Linked DNA regions of Mus musculus: regions 1 and 2 are each linked to region 3. A link is a contact called in public Hi-C and HiChIP or PLAC-seq data. All regions are on one chromosome and are shown on one strand. Each heading gives the region's core, a stretch centred on a gene start, on an enhancer-like site or on the middle of the called end of the contact. The rest is flanking DNA. Distances are from core to core; before and after follow the strand shown.

Region 1 (3,692 bases), core at 1,153-3,652, 840 kb after region 3:
TGTCCTCAACTTTTGACATCAAAATCGTATTAGCTTCAATCATATTAGTTTCAGCTTGTCACCACAGTGCCCATGAGGTTAGAGTAGAAGGATCATTAAGTCTGAGGCATTTCATGCTAAATGCAGAGACTGAGAGAGGCTATTATATAATCTTCCACAGTGCTACAGAAATTTAGTAAGATTATAAATACGTAGTACTAGGCCTAGAGAGATGGCTCAGCAGTTAAGAGCACCAATTCTCTTCCAGAGGTCCTGAGTTCCATTCCCAGCAACCACATGGTGATTCACAGCCATATGTAATGGGATCCAATGCTCCCTTCTGGTGTGTCTGAAGAGAACAAAAGTGTACTCATATAAATACATAATTAAAACTTAAAAAAAAAATACTTAGTAGCCGGGTGTGGTGGCCCACGCCCTTAATCCCAGCACTTGGGAGGCAGAGGCAGGCGAATTTCTGAGTTCCAGGACAGCCAGGACTACACAGAAACCCTGTCTCAAAAAACAAACAAACAAACAAACAAACAAACTACTTAGTACTTCAATAAATATAAAATTTTCCAATAAACAGCATGGGCATTTTTCCCCTTGACATCTATGTACCTTCAGTCCTTTTTTTTTTTTTTTTTTTACCTTTTGAGACAAGTCCTGACAATTGGATATGGTGGAGATAAGAGGATCAGGGATTCGTGTTTATCCTCAGCTACATAATGAATTTGAGGCCAGTCTGAGTTATATGAGACTTATTTTAAAAAAATAAATAAAGTTGGGTGTGGTGTCCTAGCATTCAGAAGTAGAAGTAGATGAATCAGAAGTTTAATATCATCTTCAACTATATAGCCAAATAAGGCCAACCTTGGCTACAGGAGACCCTCTGGAAGGAGAATTAGAAGAGGGGAGAATTTCTCTTTTCTATTCCTATAACTATGTTTAGTTTGCTACAGCATCCCATAGTTAAAACAGCAGCAGTTAGGCTCAAAAGCAATTATTATGTGTGAATGACCAGTCTTTGATTGATCTGCCTTCTCAGCTTGGATATCCGGGGCCAGTACATAGGATTGTCATTTCACAAAATTAAGTTGCATACTCACTTGGCAGAGACTGGATCTGTGGTTAGAAGCCATCCTTTATACTCCTTCTCACAGGCTATCACTCTCACTTCTTTATAAACGTAATCTTCCCATTCTAAGGGGCTTTTCTTCATCCATTCGCTCATGGTTACCAGTTGCCCAGATCTAGAACCATTATCAATTTGGGTTAATCACTATGGATATTCCACACAAGCAAATGTCTTTTTTTAAAAATATTTTTAAAGATTCATTTATTTATTATATGTAAGTACACTGTAGCTGTCTTCAGACAATCCAGAAGAGGGAGTCAGATCTTTTTACGGATGGTTGTGAGCCACCATGTGGTTGCTGGGATTTGAACTCTGAACCTTTGGAATAGCAGTCAGTGCTCTTACCCACTGAGCCATCTCACCAGCCCAAGCAAATGTCTTAATGATCGCCATTCTGTAGGCAGTCTGTAATTTGCCTGAAAATAACGAGTTTCTTAATGCAAGTAAGCACTGATACATAGAGCCAGTCTTAACTCACACCTACAGTCCCTACCTACTAGTAGTGCTGAGACCAGCCTGGTAACATAGTGTGCCGTCTCAGATCTCAGAAGAACAAGCAAAACGCCCATCTGGGGTATAAGAAACTGATACTATCTTTGGAGAATTCTTGAGAATGTTTTGTTTAGTATATCTGGGAAGGGGTATTTATAATTCAGACTGATGGTAATAGTGAATGGCCACAGGTACAATTCTTAAAACTCCTGTGGCATGTCTAGTCCCACCCTCTGCTCCCAATTCCGGATACCGCTTTCAACCTGGCTTTGAACCTGGCCCGTAGATAACTCAAACTCTTCGGGGCTGGAGAGATGGCTCAGCGGTTAAGAGCACCGACTGGGAGGTCAATTCCCAGCAACCACATGGTAGCTCAAAACCATCGGTAATGGAATCCGATGTCCTCTTCTGGTGTGTCTGAAGAAAGCAGTGGTGTGCTCATATACAATAAAGAAATCTTTTTTAGAAAAAAGAAGAAGCAGCCACTTCCGTTCCGCTTTCCTTAGATAAAAGGATTTCGCCCTAAACCCCTGACAGACATAACTGATGCGGAGTTCTCGGATTCCCACCTACTCTTTCTAGATGACTCTCCACGGGCTTTGCGCCAATTTTCTCGTAAAGCGCTGAGGACCCGTTAGCGAAGCTCTAGAGCTCCAACACCAGGTCCTGTCCAGAGGCCGCCATACCCAGAACTCTGCACGACTCAGGGAAACGCCGCAGAGACCCTGGCTATATTTCTACTTAGCTCACACGCCGCCGAGCGGGCTTGAGTCGGCCCGCCTGAGCCCAGCATGCTTTGCTCCTGACGTCATTTCCTTCCCCCAGAATCCTCCATCCTGTAGTCCTTTGCCTCCGTTCTTGCACTGCAGGTTGTGTCCAAGGGAACTTGAGTTCTCCTGGCCACCGTGAACGTCTCAAGAAATCTTTGTAAGAGGAAAATGTTCGTACCTCAAAGCTTTTTAAGTGGGGTATGAAAATGCGATTTTGCCCTGAATTCAACACAAAGCTCTCTGGGTAAACCTTAAGGCTCTAAAAGCCGAGGTGAATGGCATGAATTCTGGTCTAGCTCGTTTTGGAGCCGGTTAAAATGCGTGCACCTTTGGGGACGTGTTCTCAGTAAATCTCAAGAACAGTGGTGAAGTTGGGAAGATCAGCACTGGATTTTTTTTTTTTTTTTTTTTTCGAGACAGGGTTTCTCTGTGTAGCCCTAGCTGTCCTGGAACTCACTCTGTAGACTTCGCCTGCCTCTGCCTCCCAAGCAGCACTGGATTATGTTGTTTCTGCTTCAGATTTCTGGGCACGTAGCTGACTGGGCTCTGACATACTGCAGAATCTTCGAGACTGTGATACTGAAAAGTGGTGCAAGGCAGTAAATGCTAAGATTCTGCCTATACTGAAAAGAGAAAAAAACAACCCTCTCCCCCGCCAAGACAACAACTACAACAAAAAAACCCACCAAGGGCGATGAACAAAAACTGAGCTATAAAATTGTCAAGCCAGAGGTGGGCGTGGTGGCGCACGCCTTTAATCCCAGCACTCGGGAGGCAGAGGCAGGCGAATTTCTGAGTTCGAGGCCAGCCTGGTCTATAAAGTGAGTTCCAGGACAGCCTGAGCTACACAGAGAAACCCTGTCTCAAAAAAAAAAAAAAAAAAAAAAAAAAGATTGTCAAGCCAAGCAGCAGAAACATTAAATATGAATCGGTTTTTTAAAATTACTACTTGAAATTCCATATCAAATAATCCTTCCCAAAACCTTCATTTATTGAATGATTGACTTCATATTAATGAGATTTCATGGATTAAGTTAGAGTTTATCAGTTAAAACCCTCTATAAAGCTACAAGAGCTAATGTAAATTCCAAGTTATTAAGAGTGTGGGAGAAAATGTTTGACCTTTAAAACTACAGAATAAAAATCTACAACTGATTTGTGACAACTGTTCAGTTGCATTTTAAGTTTCATTCTTTACTGCAAACCTGTTTGGCTTATGTTTTCTTCCCCTTTTGAAACAAGGACATGTCCCTACTCTGTCCAAATTATCAGAAATTTAAGTTGCATTTGGGCCACATGTGGTGCATAGGACT
Region 2 (4,172 bases), core at 1,637-4,136, 600 kb before region 3:
TTCTGCCTGCTTCAATAAAGTGTTCCATTTGGATTTCTGGGCACTTTAAATAAGATCTACCCTATAAAGAGAGGCCTGCTCCCCCCTCCCCCTGCCCCGGTTTAAAATGGCTGTTGTGTTTTATTGGAAATGAACTGGGTCTCTAGAAAAAGAGTGAGAGGAAAGTGAAAAAAGGTGAAGAGAGATAAGCCATTATCCACTGCCACACTGACCAGAGGCAGCAAAGGATGCGAGTGTCCTCGGAGTGATCAGCCAGGGCTGGGAAGAGAGGAGTGAACTAAAGGCAGAGGTGGGCTGTGTGCTTCATGCTGCCTTACTTGTCTGCAGACCTTACTGTTGCTGCGTAAGAGTTTCCATAGTATCAGTGTGGATTTAGATTAAGAGATAGCTGGAAACTCTGTTGACTGTGACAGGGAAGGAAAGAGCATAGTACTGTGAGTGCTGTAACTCTAAATAAAAACAGGGAAGGAAGGTGAGGGATACCCTGAGGACTGAAGAATCCCGATCACCATAGCTGTTCTTTCAAGCTCACTGTGTTCTGAAACAATAAACTACGTTGAAAAGAGCGGCGGCATTTGTTAGTGAGCTATATTTAACATGTTTTTTATCGACGAAAATAGACTTTTATTTATCTTGCAAAGTAAACGCATGGTTCCTTCCCTCTTAGTGCTTAATCTCTGTCCTGGACAGAATAAATGATGAGAAGAACTCTGGGGCTTCTATAAATTGCATTCCTCCTTTAAAAAGAGAATGAACAGAAAAAAAAAACATTTTAAAAGACACAGCAGCATCAAGAAAGTATTTTGCCTTTGACTGTGAACATCACAGTTTTAGACTTAAGGGTGTTGTTTTCATGTTGCCATTCAAGGAGGCCAGTCTTTTCTCTCGGATGCCCAAGGTAGAGGGAGAAAGCTATGCAGGCAAGAAGCAGGTATAGGTATCAGCAAGGACAAGACTAGAATGGAAGTTAAATATAGAGTAAGACATGTTTAGAGAAGAGGATGTTACATCAGGTTGCGTGTTTCATATTCTTGAGCTGTTGTATATATGTTCCTTCCAGTCGTTGCTTTTGTTAAAAATTTCGTGGTTCAAGTGATAATCTCAGCTACTTAGGGATATGTGCCTTGTGTTTCAACATCATCCACTGCCATCCACACTTCATGATCCAATGTCTACTGCAAACCCCTTCTCCCCTGTGAGAACATTTACCCAGGAACCTATCTGACCAAATTCTACTGCTCCCTCTTGTGGCAAGTATTTTCCCTGACTTTCTCTAGATTCCAGGATGCTGTCTGGATTCCCCACTGTTCCTTTAACAGTCTACCTCTCCAGCTCTAATTCTCAGTAGCAACTAAGGCTAACCAGGCCAGTGGGTTACAACACTACCTGTTCCCACTTTTCCCTCTGAACAAAATGGTTCTGGCTCCTGGGAGATGTCTCTTAGATGTAGGGGAAGTAGATGTCAGGTGTTTTCCGACCCGTTGGGATAGACCAGACTCGGGAAATGTGAGCTTTCAGCTTTTGCCTTTGGGATTTTGATTTAAACTTAGGGCTAGTCCAGTGGGGCCTCATTAAATGCAGTAGGATTATTTCTCTCTCAATCTCTCTCTCTCTCTCTCTCTCTCTCTCTCTCTCTCTCTCTCTCTCTCTCTCTCTCCCTCTCTCTCCCTCTCCTCCCTCTCTTTCTCCTTCCTCTGGCAATCCCTCTCTTTCCCCTTCTCTATTCTTCCTCTCTCTTTCCTGCAGCCTCTAGCTTCTCATGTGTACATGTGCATCGTGTTGAAACTTTAAACTAACCATGGAGTAGTAGTGACAGCCCACTGTCTGATGTGGAGACTTCCAGGGTGAGTGCTTACTGTATGCTTTCACGGAAGGAGTTTAGAACACAAGTAGAGAGTGCCTTGATTTCACAGAGCTCACACTGCTCTCTTCCCTGGCAACTCTGTTTGGAATCTGATTGCTTCGCCCTCACATTTACACCTGTCCTTTGGTTTTTGGGTCCTTGGTGCTTCTAGTCCAGAATGCAACAAGAAGGTTCAAATTACAGGCATCCTTACTTCCTGCTCAGTTTTCAAAGAAGGAAGGGAATGTCCTGTCTGACAAGTGAAGCATGGAAACTCTTTTTGTGGCTGAGGGCTAGTGCATCATCTATAATAAGTTGTTTGAGTCTGGTAAAACATTCATGGGTTCAAAGCCTTTATCCACTGGCCAACATAGAATCTGAAACCATTAGTATGAAGGTCACTCATCTGAGTGAAGAATTCTGACCAAATCCCTAACAAAATGCAGAGGTATTGCTCAACAAAGAGGTACTATGTGTGAATCTACACAAACCATTAGTATATGTTAATATGTGAACATATACTATGTGTGAATCTACACAAGCCATTAGTATATGTCAATATGTGAACATATACTATGTGTGAATCTACACAAGCCATTAGTATATGTCAATATGTGAACATATACTGTGTGAATCTACACAAGCCATTAGTATATGTCAATATGTGAACATATACTATGTGTGAATCTACACAAGCCATTAGTATATGTCAATATGTGAACATATACTATGTGTGAATCTACACAAGCCATTAGTATATGTCAATATGTGAACATATACTGTGTGAATCTACACAAGCCATTAGTATATGTCAATATGTGAACATATACTATGTGTGAATCTACACAAGCCATTAGTATATGTCAATATGTGAACATATACTATGTGTGAATCTACACAAGCCATTAGTATATGTCGATTTGTGAATTTGAAAAGCTTTATGCAATCAGCTCTCAAAAAGTCCCGAGGACCTGGGACACAGCAAGACAAAGAGGAAGTGGAAGAGTTAAAACTGTGTTTCTGCCCACTGAATGCCCTCTTGAGACTGTTCTGATAGGGAAGCGTAGGGAGCCAAGGGCCTGGGAGCAGAGCTCTTGAATAAGAGGTCAGTCACCGGAGAGAAACCAGAAGCAGGCAAATGTGGATTCCTATACTAAGGTTTTACCCTGAAGCAACCTTTGGTTCTTTTCTTAAGAAGTTAGCCTTTGTAAGGCTTCTGAGAAATGGGCAAAGTATTTTCTCTAGAGCAGACTGACAGTCTCAAAATCCTGAAGGCGCTGTATTGTAACCTTTCCACCAGTCACCTAGACAACAGTTGCTCGATGCCAATTCAGATAAACAGTTCCCTGCACATTCAAGAGATCTTGGAAAAAATTAATGTCTCTATCAGAGGCTATCTTAAAAGATGGGATAATCACTCTGTAGATTCCATGCCATTGCAAACTAAGTTACAAATAATGTCTTTGCTGAATCTAATGTGAGATCAAGTCAAAACAGCAAGACAACCAGTGAGTGATTCACCACCTTCCACTAATCCAACCATGGTGTCTACTGAGCACTCAGGTTGTGTAAAAGACACATGGAAAGGCAAGCCATTTCACATTTGTTGAACACTTGTCATGTCATTATCTAGACAAGCTGGTATATATGTGTGTATGTGTGTGTGTGTGTGTGTGTGTGTGTGTGTGTGTATGTTTGTGTGCATGCATATGTATATGTATATATATGCACACATGCACACACATATGCATATATATACATATATATACATACATATACCTATTTGATGCTTCTAAGTGTCCAGCAAAGAAGCATAAAAATGCATTTAAAGGTGAAGACTATTGTGCAGTTGAATGACTTAGCTGTGGGTCAATAAAAGACTACAAAAGCCATGTTCTGGATTTAGTTCTTCTTGCCATGATCTCATAGATGAAATACCATGGCTGAGTAAGATAGGATCTGGACTGCAGAGGAAGGAGAAGCTTGGCCTCTGACCTCGTCGAGGAGAGGAAAGGGGATTTGGGGGTCATCACAAAGAGGTAAAGGGGTTTAGAAAACCAATAAGCTGAGTCATTTTGACCAAGTAAAACATGTTCTAAGCATTTTATGGCAAGGACAGCCATAGAACAATGTCATGAATGTCTCCATAGCACTTGATCTGCCCTGCACTCATTCAGGACTGTGTATGTACACTATAGAGTTGGGATCAATAGTAGCTTTCGGCATTTCCCAAATGCATTTTACACTGGAAGGTAAGATTCATCATGAAGTCACTGCAATGGTCAGAGGCAAGGAGAAAGGGTAGGCCACTAGTCAATGCACTTCTTGG
Region 3 (4,117 bases), core at 1,178-3,677:
CGGATGTGTGACTTCACTGACCTCCACCTGTGAGATTGGTGAACCTACCTGAGAGCTGGCTCCTAATAAGCCTGCCTTTATCTGTTTTTTATCTGGTCTAATCTGGCCTTTCTCTGTGTCACGGGGGGGGGGGGGATTGGGGGGGAAGAGAGGAAAAAGCCTATCAATTAGGAATCAAGACAATGCCCCAGAGACATGTCTACGGGCCACTCTGATTGAGACAATTCTTCAATCAAGGTTCCCTCTTCCCAGATGACTTCCGTTGACAGTAAAACTAACCAAGATATGAGCCACAATCTTGAAATCATGCGCACAGTTATTCTTTCCTCCATAAGGACGTTTCCACTGTCATGTATCTTGTTGCATCGAGGAGAAAAATAACTCCCGCAGTTGGCTCTATCAATGGTTCTTTAATCTCTTGGGGAAAATGGGACAAGGCCAGGTACCAACACTCAACAGCATCAGTATAGAGGAAAGGGTAGTAGCAAGAATGCTGCTGAAAGACCATCCTGGTCATTCTGAGGGATATTCATTCCCCTTGGCTACAGAATATGTTGCTGAGATGACAGGAAGAAGGAAAGCAACAAGGTATGTTGCAAAGAAGTTCAGGGGTGCAGTGATCTCCTACCCTTTAGCACCCCAACTTTCCTACTTTGTTGCCCACACTTCCTTTCCTTTATTCCATGCCTGCTCACAATAGCCACTGCGGATAGGATGGTGTTCTAGTATCATTTCTGTTGCCAGGATAAAACAGCCTGACTGAAAGCAACTTAGGGGCGGAAAGGGTTTGTTTGGCTTACAGTTCCAGGTTATGGAATTAATGTGCCACCTCGACACTCGGGAGCAGCAAGAAGATAGAGAAATGGAGGCTGGCTTGCTTGGTTTCTGGTTATAAGCAGAAACTCCTTCCCGGCTTAGGGAATGGTGCCACCCACAGTGGGCTGTGTCAGTTAGCAAGACAAACCTCCAGAGACGTCAGCACAAGCCAACCTGATCCAGTTGATTCCTCGGTTGAGGACTATAAGTGATTTTAAGTTGAAGCAAGTCGAAAAAAAAACCTAACCACCCTAGGCAATTATAGCAATCTTCCTAGCTGAGAGAGACTTCCTGTGTTGGTCTTTCTTTTAGTCTTATGCCAATGAATTGCATCCAATTCAGCACCAAACTAACTTATTACCTACCGAGAGTAAGCCTGTGTATGACTATGGTATCCGGATGAATGAAACTATCATCTCCCCAGGAATTTCGCAGCCTAAAACATCTGCATTCTGATAGTCAATTGCATGCATTAAACACCTTTGAAATTAAGGGAATCGACAATCACATCAAAACAGGGAGAAACTGTGAAGCAAATGTCTCACAGCTACTCCAGTTTAAATGTGCATCTTGAGGTGAGATAAAAATGACTAAAATTTATTATAGAAATATACAGAACTGACAAACATGAAAGAGAATTAAAGTCTGTCCGTTCTAAAATTGTTTCTGTTGACTTCCAACTTCCTCGATGTTGAATAAGTAATATTCAAATGGCAGATTGCAGCTGGGTAAGTTAAATTCATCTGAAGGCATCTGAGACTATTTTTTTAGTACAGACTATGTATGTATGTGTGTATGCACGCACATGTATGTATATGCAGGAAAATATGTGTGCGGCGTACATGTGCATGTGTACACATAGAGGCCAGAAGACAACCTCAGGTATCCTTCCTCAGGTGTTGTCCCTCTTTTATTTTTAATTTTTGGGGACAGGTCTAGGGTGAGCCACCAAATGAAACAACTTAGAGCTGACCTTTGGAAACGCTCAGGTGACGGGACTCCATAAGGAACTTGGCTCTACTGCCCCAACCCTTCAGGAGCTGACCACTGGTTAAGGGGCAAGAGAATGTCAGTTACCCACTGGCATTCATTTCTGGACCTGGAGAAATATTCCTCTAACAGTTTCTAATATCTGATTCAATATAGAACTACATAGCTAATTTAATGTTGTTGAATTAGAGATAGATTTTTATTCTATCTATATCAAATTTTGTCATTTTAAAACTCAAGAGGTTTTTCTTTAAAAAAAAAAAAAACCATTCAAATACCGTCACTAGCTCAAATCGATTAGACTAAACTGGATGGCACATTCATTATTTACCTATGTGATTGGCCAGATTCAAGAAATGTAACAAGTGTCGGGAACACAAAGACATTTTGCTGGAGAACAAGAATTTCTTCTCTTGATCCTGAGTTCACCGGTTCGGCCCAGTCTTAGATGAAGACAGTAAGGACAGCATCCCCAGGACCCTTGACAATCAGAGATGCCTGGCTGCAGGAGGCTCGCTGTAGTTTCCGGGACGCCCCATAGAGGGCGGGCCTGCAAAGGCGACGCTCCGGTGCGCGTTCCACTGAAGGCTCCCAGGCGCGCTCCCGAGCTCACGTGACCGGGTCTCGGGGTCGCGCCTGAGCGCCATGGCTGTAGCCCAGGCAGACCCGGGTTCTGACCCCGCTGGCGGCGCCCGGTTCTTCTGCACCGCGGGCCGCGGCCTGGAGCCGTTCTTGATGCGGGAGGTGCGCGCGCGGCTGGAAGCCACGCAGGTGAGTCGGGCTCACCGTGCTCGGGGGGAGCCACGCTCGCCCCGGGTCCCCTCTTGGCACCAGCGTGGGGCTCAGGCCCGGGAAGGACTTGTGAGCACCCCATCCTTGGCGTGCAGTGGGCCCCATCCGGGACCTTTGATGACTGCTGAGAGCAACCGGCTGCTCTGGTGGTTTCGTTCTTTATCCAGTATGGTCACTGTATATCTGTCACAGCCAAAGTTTTAAACAGAGGGGTGCGGAAGCCACTTTTGTCTGGGATTCCTTAAAAAGAAACTATGACATGGCAATAGCTAGAGTTAGAATCCTTCCTTTATACCTTAAATGCAGATATACTTCCCGGGCTTACTTGTTTGAGTCTTGTTACTTGACAAGCTTGGGTTTTACATTGTAGGAGGACTGTGAGACATGCCCAGTACACCCACAACACACGTGGTAAACAGAAGCTAGAACAAGAACTCTCCCCTGCTACCCGTGCGTTTCAATGAGTGACTAGTGAACAAATTCCAAACGTACCAGGATGTGCAAACTGAGTTCTTGAAAACACAGGGAAAGGATGTAATAGGATAGGTCGGGACTTTTGTGTGTGACATGTTCTTGGAAAGGGGAAGCTTGCTAAAACCAAACTAGCTGTTCGCCTCTGGGGAGCAGTGTTCGAAGCCCACAAAAGGAGTCTCTGCCACGGTGAGGATCCAGATGGAGATGGTGGAGATGCAGATGGAGATGATAGAGGTGCAGGTGCAGTGGGGAGAGTTGCCAAGACTAGCATTTAATCTAAATAAATTTAATCTAAATTAAATATCTAAATAATAACCTCCGCATTCATCAAGGATTTAAAGTTTGTTGGGTTTTTTTGTTTGTTTGTTTTGGTTTTAATTGTGTGTGTTCTCATACTAGTGAAAGCGTGAACCATCAGCTCATCTCCCTGGAGCTGGAGTAACTGGTGATTGTGGGCTGCCCTGCGTGGGTGCTAGGATGCAAACATGGTTCCTCTACAAGACTAATACCCAGTCTTAACCAGGTGAATCCAGTGATGTATTCAAGTTACACAATTACAAAATGATGTTGGTGATATTCAGATTCTGAAATCAAGCATAACTATATAATGTCCAACCCAGCCACATGTGGGCATATACATGTTGCAGGGCACTTGATCACACTGTGAACCCCAAGATTGTGCTATTTACTGAAAAAACAAAAACAAACAAACATGTTTCTATTTGTGGTCTGGCTCAGCCCTTAGCACATACCTTTAATCCATCTGGCTGGAATACAGGCATGCCCTTAGCACACATCTTTAAGCCCAAACAATGAAAGTCAAGTTAGTTTGTAGAAGGAGGCAGCCATGTTTGAAAGTGATGTCTAATTGAATGGCAGACAAGGTGACGAATCAGAGAAAGATTTCACAGAACAAGGACATGCCCAACTCACAAGAGAAGAGAGAGGAAAGGGAAGCTACTTGAACAGGGGCAGAGAGAGGAGGAGGAGGAAGAGGAGAAGGAAGAAGAGAAGGAGGAAGAGGAGGAGGAGGAGACGACAGACA

What was found. Hi-C and Micro-C count contacts between places; a contact is called where the count stands out from the background. HiChIP or PLAC-seq counts read pairs in DNA pulled down with a chosen protein or histone mark.
Region 1: a Hi-C map of pre-B cells shows a contact between it and region 3, with 5 times the contacts expected there. The contact joins the promoter of Gemin6 here to the promoter of Thumpd2 in region 3. A contact is called at or near these places in 7 of 39 promoter capture datasets (the 3T3-L1 cell line, 3T3-L1-derived adipocytes, HPC-7-derived erythroid cells and 4 more) and 1 of 484 Hi-C or Micro-C datasets (pre-B cells).
Region 2: a contact with region 3 is called in an H3K4me3 HiChIP or PLAC-seq map of bone marrow-derived macrophages, with 5 times the contacts expected there. The contact joins the enhancer-like site here to the promoter of Thumpd2 in region 3. A contact is called at or near these places in 2 of 39 promoter capture datasets (embryonic stem cells and hematopoietic stem and progenitor cells), 1 of 484 Hi-C or Micro-C datasets (uterus), 4 of 115 datasets of contacts at active chromatin or transcription factors (bone marrow-derived macrophages, embryonic forebrain and stem cell-derived neural progenitor cells) and 1 of 9 other capture datasets (macrophages).

What each region holds. Positions count from the first base shown.
Region 1 is chr17:80,223,161-80,226,852 of GRCm38.p6, reverse strand. Gemin6 (gem nuclear organelle associated protein 6) reads right to left here and starts at 2,402. Exons shown (of 3, transcript NM_026053.4): 1 at 2,183-2,402; 2 at 1,089-1,232. The coding sequence starts at 1,213.
Region 2 is chr17:81,663,830-81,668,001 of GRCm38.p6, reverse strand. All of the region lies in intron 1 of Slc8a1 (solute carrier family 8 (sodium/calcium exchanger), member 1), which reads left to right. Among named protein-coding and RNA genes, the nearest start is that of Slc8a1, 72 kb to the left of the region's middle. Within about 2 kb of position 2,886, at least 13 of the 459 cell types and tissues checked have an H3K27ac peak or open chromatin away from gene starts, as enhancers often do. A contact at or near this core is called in bone marrow-derived macrophages, where this site is marked.
Region 3 is chr17:81,063,395-81,067,511 of GRCm38.p6, reverse strand. Thumpd2 (THUMP domain containing 2) reads left to right here and starts at 2,427. Exons shown (of 10, transcript NM_028138.1): 1 at 2,427-2,577. The coding sequence starts at 2,452.